2 separate regions of the Cricetulus griseus genome follow, and region 1 is linked to region 2. The links are chromatin contacts, called in public Hi-C maps. All regions are on one chromosome and are shown on one strand. The core of a region is the stretch at or near the end of the contact, and the rest is flanking DNA. Distances in the headings are between cores, read along the strand shown.

Region 1 (2,785 bases), core at 185-2,684, 160 kb before region 2:
TAGGACCCTGGCTGTAGGAGTCTTCTATGGTCACCCAAACCTTGTAGGGACTGGAAGGCAGTGGGGTATGTGTGTTTGATCTATGAGATTTCTGAACAGAGGTCTTTCCAGGTCCCGTTGTGTTTCAAGGGCTAACAATTCTTCTGACCTCCCCAGCACTGTACAGCCCTTTCACTCCTCCTCTGGGGGAGGAACCACTCACTGCAGACAGCTGTCCTGAGTCTCCTATCAGTCGAGGGACTGTAGATCATCACCTGTAGGACAGTCACACAGCATCCTTTCTCACACCCTATGGTGACCTCTTCCTCTGGATTCTGATGGAACAACTCTGCCAGGGCTGAGACCTTACCCCCTTTCATCCTTCCACAGCCTGCCCTGTCTCCAGCAGGTGTCTCTGCTCTCTGTTTCAGTACCTCACTCAATGGCCATGCATGTACCTGGGACAGATGTAAAGCCACACCTAAGACCTTCCCAGGGTTATCCTTTATTGAGTATTCCTGAGTGAACCCTCTCTCTCTTGCCTTTCTCCCTCAAAACCTTTCTTTCTAGTAGGGCACCCAGTCAAGGGTCCAGGTGAAAACTCCTCTTGTGCTGGGGAAATAGTTGGTAGTGCTTGCTCTGTAAGCAGGAGAACTTGAGTGTGATTCCCTGCACCTATGCCAAAATGTCTAGGCATAGTGGCATGCACTTGTAACCCCAGAACTGGGAAGGCAGAGAGAGACCAGAGGATCCCTAGGTCTCACTCGCCAGCCAGTCTAAGTGAATCAGCAAGTTCCAGGCCAGTAAGAGACCCCATCTCAAAAGACAGGGTGGATGGCTTCTGAAGAGTGACACCAGAAATTGACCTCTGACCTCCACCTGCACATGTACATTCATGTTTATGCTCTCTCTGTCTCTGTCTCTCTGTCTCTGTCTCTGTGTCTCTGTCTCTGTCTGTGTCTCTGTCTGTGTCTCTGTCTCTGTCTCTCTCTCTCTCTCTCTCTCTCTCTCTCTCTCTCTCTCTCTCTCTCTCTCTCTCTCGGCCAGGCACTGGGCTGGAGCTGTGACCTGCTAGAGGAGAGACCCTATCTAGAATGTGCGTTGTGCTGGGTGAGCTAGGAGCAGCCCCATCTCATCCTATCCTAAACCCTAACCCTAACCCTAACCCTAACCCTAACCCTAACCCTAAACCCTGACCCTAACCCTGACCCTAACCCTAAACCCTAACCCTAACCCTAAACCCTAACCCTAACCCTGACCCTAACCCTAAACCCTAAACCCTAACCCTAACCCTAACTCTGACCCTAACCCTGACCCTGACCCTGACCCTGACCCTGACTCTAACTCTGACCCTAACCCTGATATGCTGAGTTCAGGGTGGGAAGGATACTGAGGGGATCATGAATACCCAGGCTGCAGTCCCGCTCTGCAGCCACTAGGCCATGCTGCTCCCCTGGGAAGAGCTCCAGCAGCTATTCCTGCGGGAGGTGGCAATGCCAGTCAAGCCTCTAGGGCAGGCCAGGAAGCACTGAGAGGACAGCCAAACAGGAGGTGGCCACAGAAAACAGCTCCCAGAGTGTTGAATACATGTTGCTATCCTATGACAGAGAGGTGAGCTGAAATTCACAAGGTCTAGTGTAGAGACCCCAGAGAAGGGGCAAATATTCCCTCAGGAGCCCAGTAGCTTTCTAACCTCACCTTGACTCCATTTCCTGCTCCTTTTCTGGCCTGAGATGGAAGGAAGTCATTTCCCAGATGGCCAAGGTGCCTTCTACAACTCCTTGACTGCCCCCTGAGATCCTGGGTTGTAACCATGGAGCAGCACCCCTTCCCTCTGTCTACTTCCCCTGGACCTCTTCTCTCCTACCAACTTGCCAGAGCTTACCTAGATGTCTGCTCTTCCCCGGGTAGTCTGAAGCTTGGAGAGGTGAATAAGACATCTTCTGCCTCCAGCCTTGGAGCTCAGATCTCCAGCCAGAACACTGGGCAGAAGAAACAGAGGCTGGCAGAAGGAATGAGGCTGTCCCTTGTTGCATTAGGAGGAGCCCATGAGCCCAGGCTCAGGCTCACATACAGTTAGCCATGGCAGACTCCTGGCCATAGACTCTTATTTGAAAACTATGAATGGCTCTGAGCTGCCCTAAGAAAAGACAGACAGAGGCTGCGAATGGTTTAGCTTTAACAACATAAAATTTTATGTTCCTTAAACATACCAATCACCCTAAATGGCCATTAAGACATCACGGTCAAGGGAACAGTCTGGCTGCTTCATAGATAAGGTCAGAGTTCCCCTGTGATTGACAGGCTAACTGCTCCCAAGCAAGCTGGTGTTGTGCAAGTTTTCTGTACTAGGGACAGTGATCGCTGCCATCTGGAACAGGCTGTGCACCCGGAGGCCGACAGGGCCTGGTGTGATCACCTCTGTCCCCCAGGAGTTTGTTCAGCACACATTCCATCAGCAGGGCCCAGTTCCTCTCTAGCCTTGTAAAAAGCATCACAAATTCTAAATTAGATGTGTCTGAGTGAAGGAGGGCCTCTCTGTCTACCTCTAAAGCTGCTTCCATCCATTGTGTGATGCTCGCCACACCACCACCCCGGTTAGAACTGCAGTTCCACAGGGACTTGGACAGCTTCTTCTGTTTCATCAATTCAACCATTATTGATTGGCCACCTGTCATGGGCTCTACCTGCTGCTTCAGAGAATGCAAACATGGCAGGGACATGGGCTCTACCCTCAAGAAAGAAGATGTAGTTTCTGGCTTGTGGATCCATTAGTATTTGATGCTATTTTAGATGCTTTTACAGC
Region 2 (2,700 bases), core at 5-2,504:
TCCAGACTTGCTCCGCAGACCTATTCGAGCACCCCTCCTTGGGCGCCCAAAACCCAGGCGCGTCACATTTGGGATCCCTCTCTGCTCACACCACCCCTACTCCCCACCTTCACCGGGAGCAGGAGGACTCCGAGCCGAGCTGCAGGCGAGCTGGGGAAACCCAGGCGGCGCCGATTGAGGCAGAGAAGGGGCGGGGCGGGAACCGGCGCGTCCCTCCGAGTGTCCGAGCTACCGGCGCCCCCTGGCCGGGTACCCGTGGCTAGCGGACTCTAGGAGCAGCTGGTCGAGTGCGCTTACCTGTAGCAACCAGTGGCCGGTCTCTCCGATGAGCGGGAATCCCATGGAGCCCTTGGGGATGGGCAGCTTGCAGCTCTTGTCGCGGGTAGCAGCCCAACGTAGCTGCCACAGCTGCTGCGACACCGCCAACAACAGCGTCACGGACACCAGGCACGCGGCGAGGGTGGCCAGCGCCGACACCAGCTCCAAGCCCTCAAAGAGCATGTTGGCGGCCGCTCGGGGGATTGGCTGTGCGGGCCGCGAAGGGGGAGGGGAGGGCCGGACCAGAGTGACGGGGGAGGGGAGGCTGCAGCCGGGGGTCCTGGCACCCCTCGGCGAAAACCAGGAGATAGGGCCGAGAGAAAGGCTGAGAGGTGGTCGAAGAGAGGGAGGAAAAAGATTTCCTGGAAGAAGAGAGAAGATACAAGGCGACTCTAGGTGTAACTTTGTTTGTTTGTTTGTTTGTTTGTCCCTTTATGCGGGCTTAGGGCTGCTCTGGGGAGGTGAGGTGGAGCTCAGTCAAGTTGGTGAGCTTGCTCTCCCCCCCAACCATCACACTAGAAAAACTTTGAAAAACTTTATCCACCAGGAGCCTCTCGGAAGCTCCTTCCCTGCTCAAAGCGAGGTGGGCAAAAATAAGGGGAACCGAGAGCTAGCGGAAATTGCGATCAATTTATCAAAAGTATCCCTTCAAAATTCCTAGGTGCATAAAAAGGAAAAAAAATAGGAATCCAAAATTCCAACGAACCCAGAAACTTTGGGGGCTTGGGAAAAGGCTCCCCAGATGAGGCGAGTGCAGAGGCTGGAGCGGCCGCGGCACCCAGAGGGCACCCAGAGGCGTGCGAGGCGGGCGCGTTGGCCTGAGCGCGAGTGCGGAGTCGGCGGGCCGCAGCCGGGAAGGGACGCAGCCGGCGACAGAGCCCCGGGCGGGCTCTGGGGCGGCGGCGGCGGGAGGAGGGGTGAGGCGGGGTGGGGTTGGGGGAGGAGGTGGAAAACCCGAGCCCGGCTATCTATCAATTAAGAAAAGGCAGTCTGTCCCGGGACGCAGTCTCTCGGCTCTGGAGTTGCTGTTGGGGGAAAGAAAAGAGAGGAGGGGGGAAAAAAAGAAAGAAAGAACGGCAAAAGAGGATAAAAGAGGGGGAAAGCAGAAGGCAGGACTTCAGGGATGGTGGTTTGAAAAGCGTCTCTCAATCTGATTTGATCCAAGGCAAGGCGATGCGTGTGTTTATATAGAGGCGGGAGGCGCGCCGTGGGCACACAGCCAGCACCCCCCCTGGGCGCGCTCACAAAGCGGGAGGCGTGGTGAGAGGCCGGCCGGCTGCCGAGCGTGTGAGCTCCCGCCGGCCTCCCGCCCAGCCGCCCCGCCCGCGGCCCGCCGGGGACCCACTTGTAGGCGCCTCCGGATCAAACTCAGTTCACCTCGCGCCTTCTTTTCCTTCTCGCCCGCGTCTCGCCGAGTCCAGCACCTACAGACAGATGAGATGAGACACACGCCCCAGAGCGCGTGCACACACAATCGCGCTCGCGCTCGCACACACACACCATACACATATACACCACATACCACACACACACACACACACACACACACACACACACACACACACACACACACACACACACACACACACACGACACACGAGCGCGCGCGGTGCGCACTGTCTTGGTGCCCATTTGGCTACTAAACTACTTCGCTCCCGCTTTTTCTCCCTCCTAGGTTCTCGAACCCGTCCTCCAGCTTCCAGCAGTCCCGTTGTAGAAGGTCCTTGTCAGACTGCCCCCCTCGACTGGGGGTTTTCAGAAGTCTCTATTGGTACCCCATCCCGCGGATTCCGCGGGAACCCCTGCAGACAGCAAGTACCACGTTTGTGTCATTCCCTTGCAACTGTCTCCAGCAGGGTCCTCATTCCTAATCTCCAAACCTCAGTTGTCAAGGTCCACTTGTTTCTTACCCTCCAAGGCGGGAGGGTCACCAGTCGCTGTGTTTGTCCCGGGCTACTGACGCTGAACTCCTCTCCGACACCTCCGAGGACCACCGCAGCCACCACCCCGCCGCCGCCGCCACACCCACCACCACCACACCACCCACCCACCCACCCACACACACACACACACACACACACACACACACACACACACACACGCACACACCGTATGTAGTTACAAGTCAGCAGCCTGCATTCCCTTAACTAACTGTAATACTGGTCCCAGAAATTGTCCAGTGCCTGAGACAAATGCGGTGGCCCCTGCAACTAGGAGGCCTGCATGTTTGAATGTTTGAATAATAAACATGTCTGTGAGTGTGGCCACCTCCTCAGAGCCGGCCACAGAGAACCCAGAGCGTGTGCCTGTGTGAGGTGTGATTGTGGCTCCAGGCTGCACCTGCATGTGCTCCCGCCTAGCGTCGACCCGACCGTGGTGGAG

What was found. Hi-C and Micro-C count contacts between places; a contact is called where the count stands out from the background.
Region 1: a contact with region 2 is called in a Hi-C map of liver, with 3 times the contacts expected there. The contact joins the enhancer-like site here to the promoter of LOC100756748 in region 2. A contact is called at or near these places in 3 of 8 Hi-C or Micro-C datasets (the CHK-Q cell line, the CHO-K1 cell line and liver).

What each region holds. Positions count from the first base shown.
Region 1 is chr8:56,851,775-56,854,559 of CriGri-PICRH-1.0, reverse strand. The region is part of intron 1 of LOC118239270 (a long non-coding RNA gene); the gene reads left to right. Among named protein-coding and RNA genes, the nearest start is that of Dysf, 420 kb to the left of the region's middle. Within about 2 kb of position 1,434, at least 1 of the 6 cell types and tissues checked has open chromatin away from gene starts, as enhancers often do. A contact at or near this core is called in the CHO-K1 cell line, where this site is marked.
Region 2 is chr8:56,688,042-56,690,741 of CriGri-PICRH-1.0, reverse strand. LOC100756748 (cytochrome P450 26B1) reads right to left here and starts at 1,254. Exons shown (of 6, transcript XM_027428537.2): 1 at 298-1,254. The coding sequence starts at 501.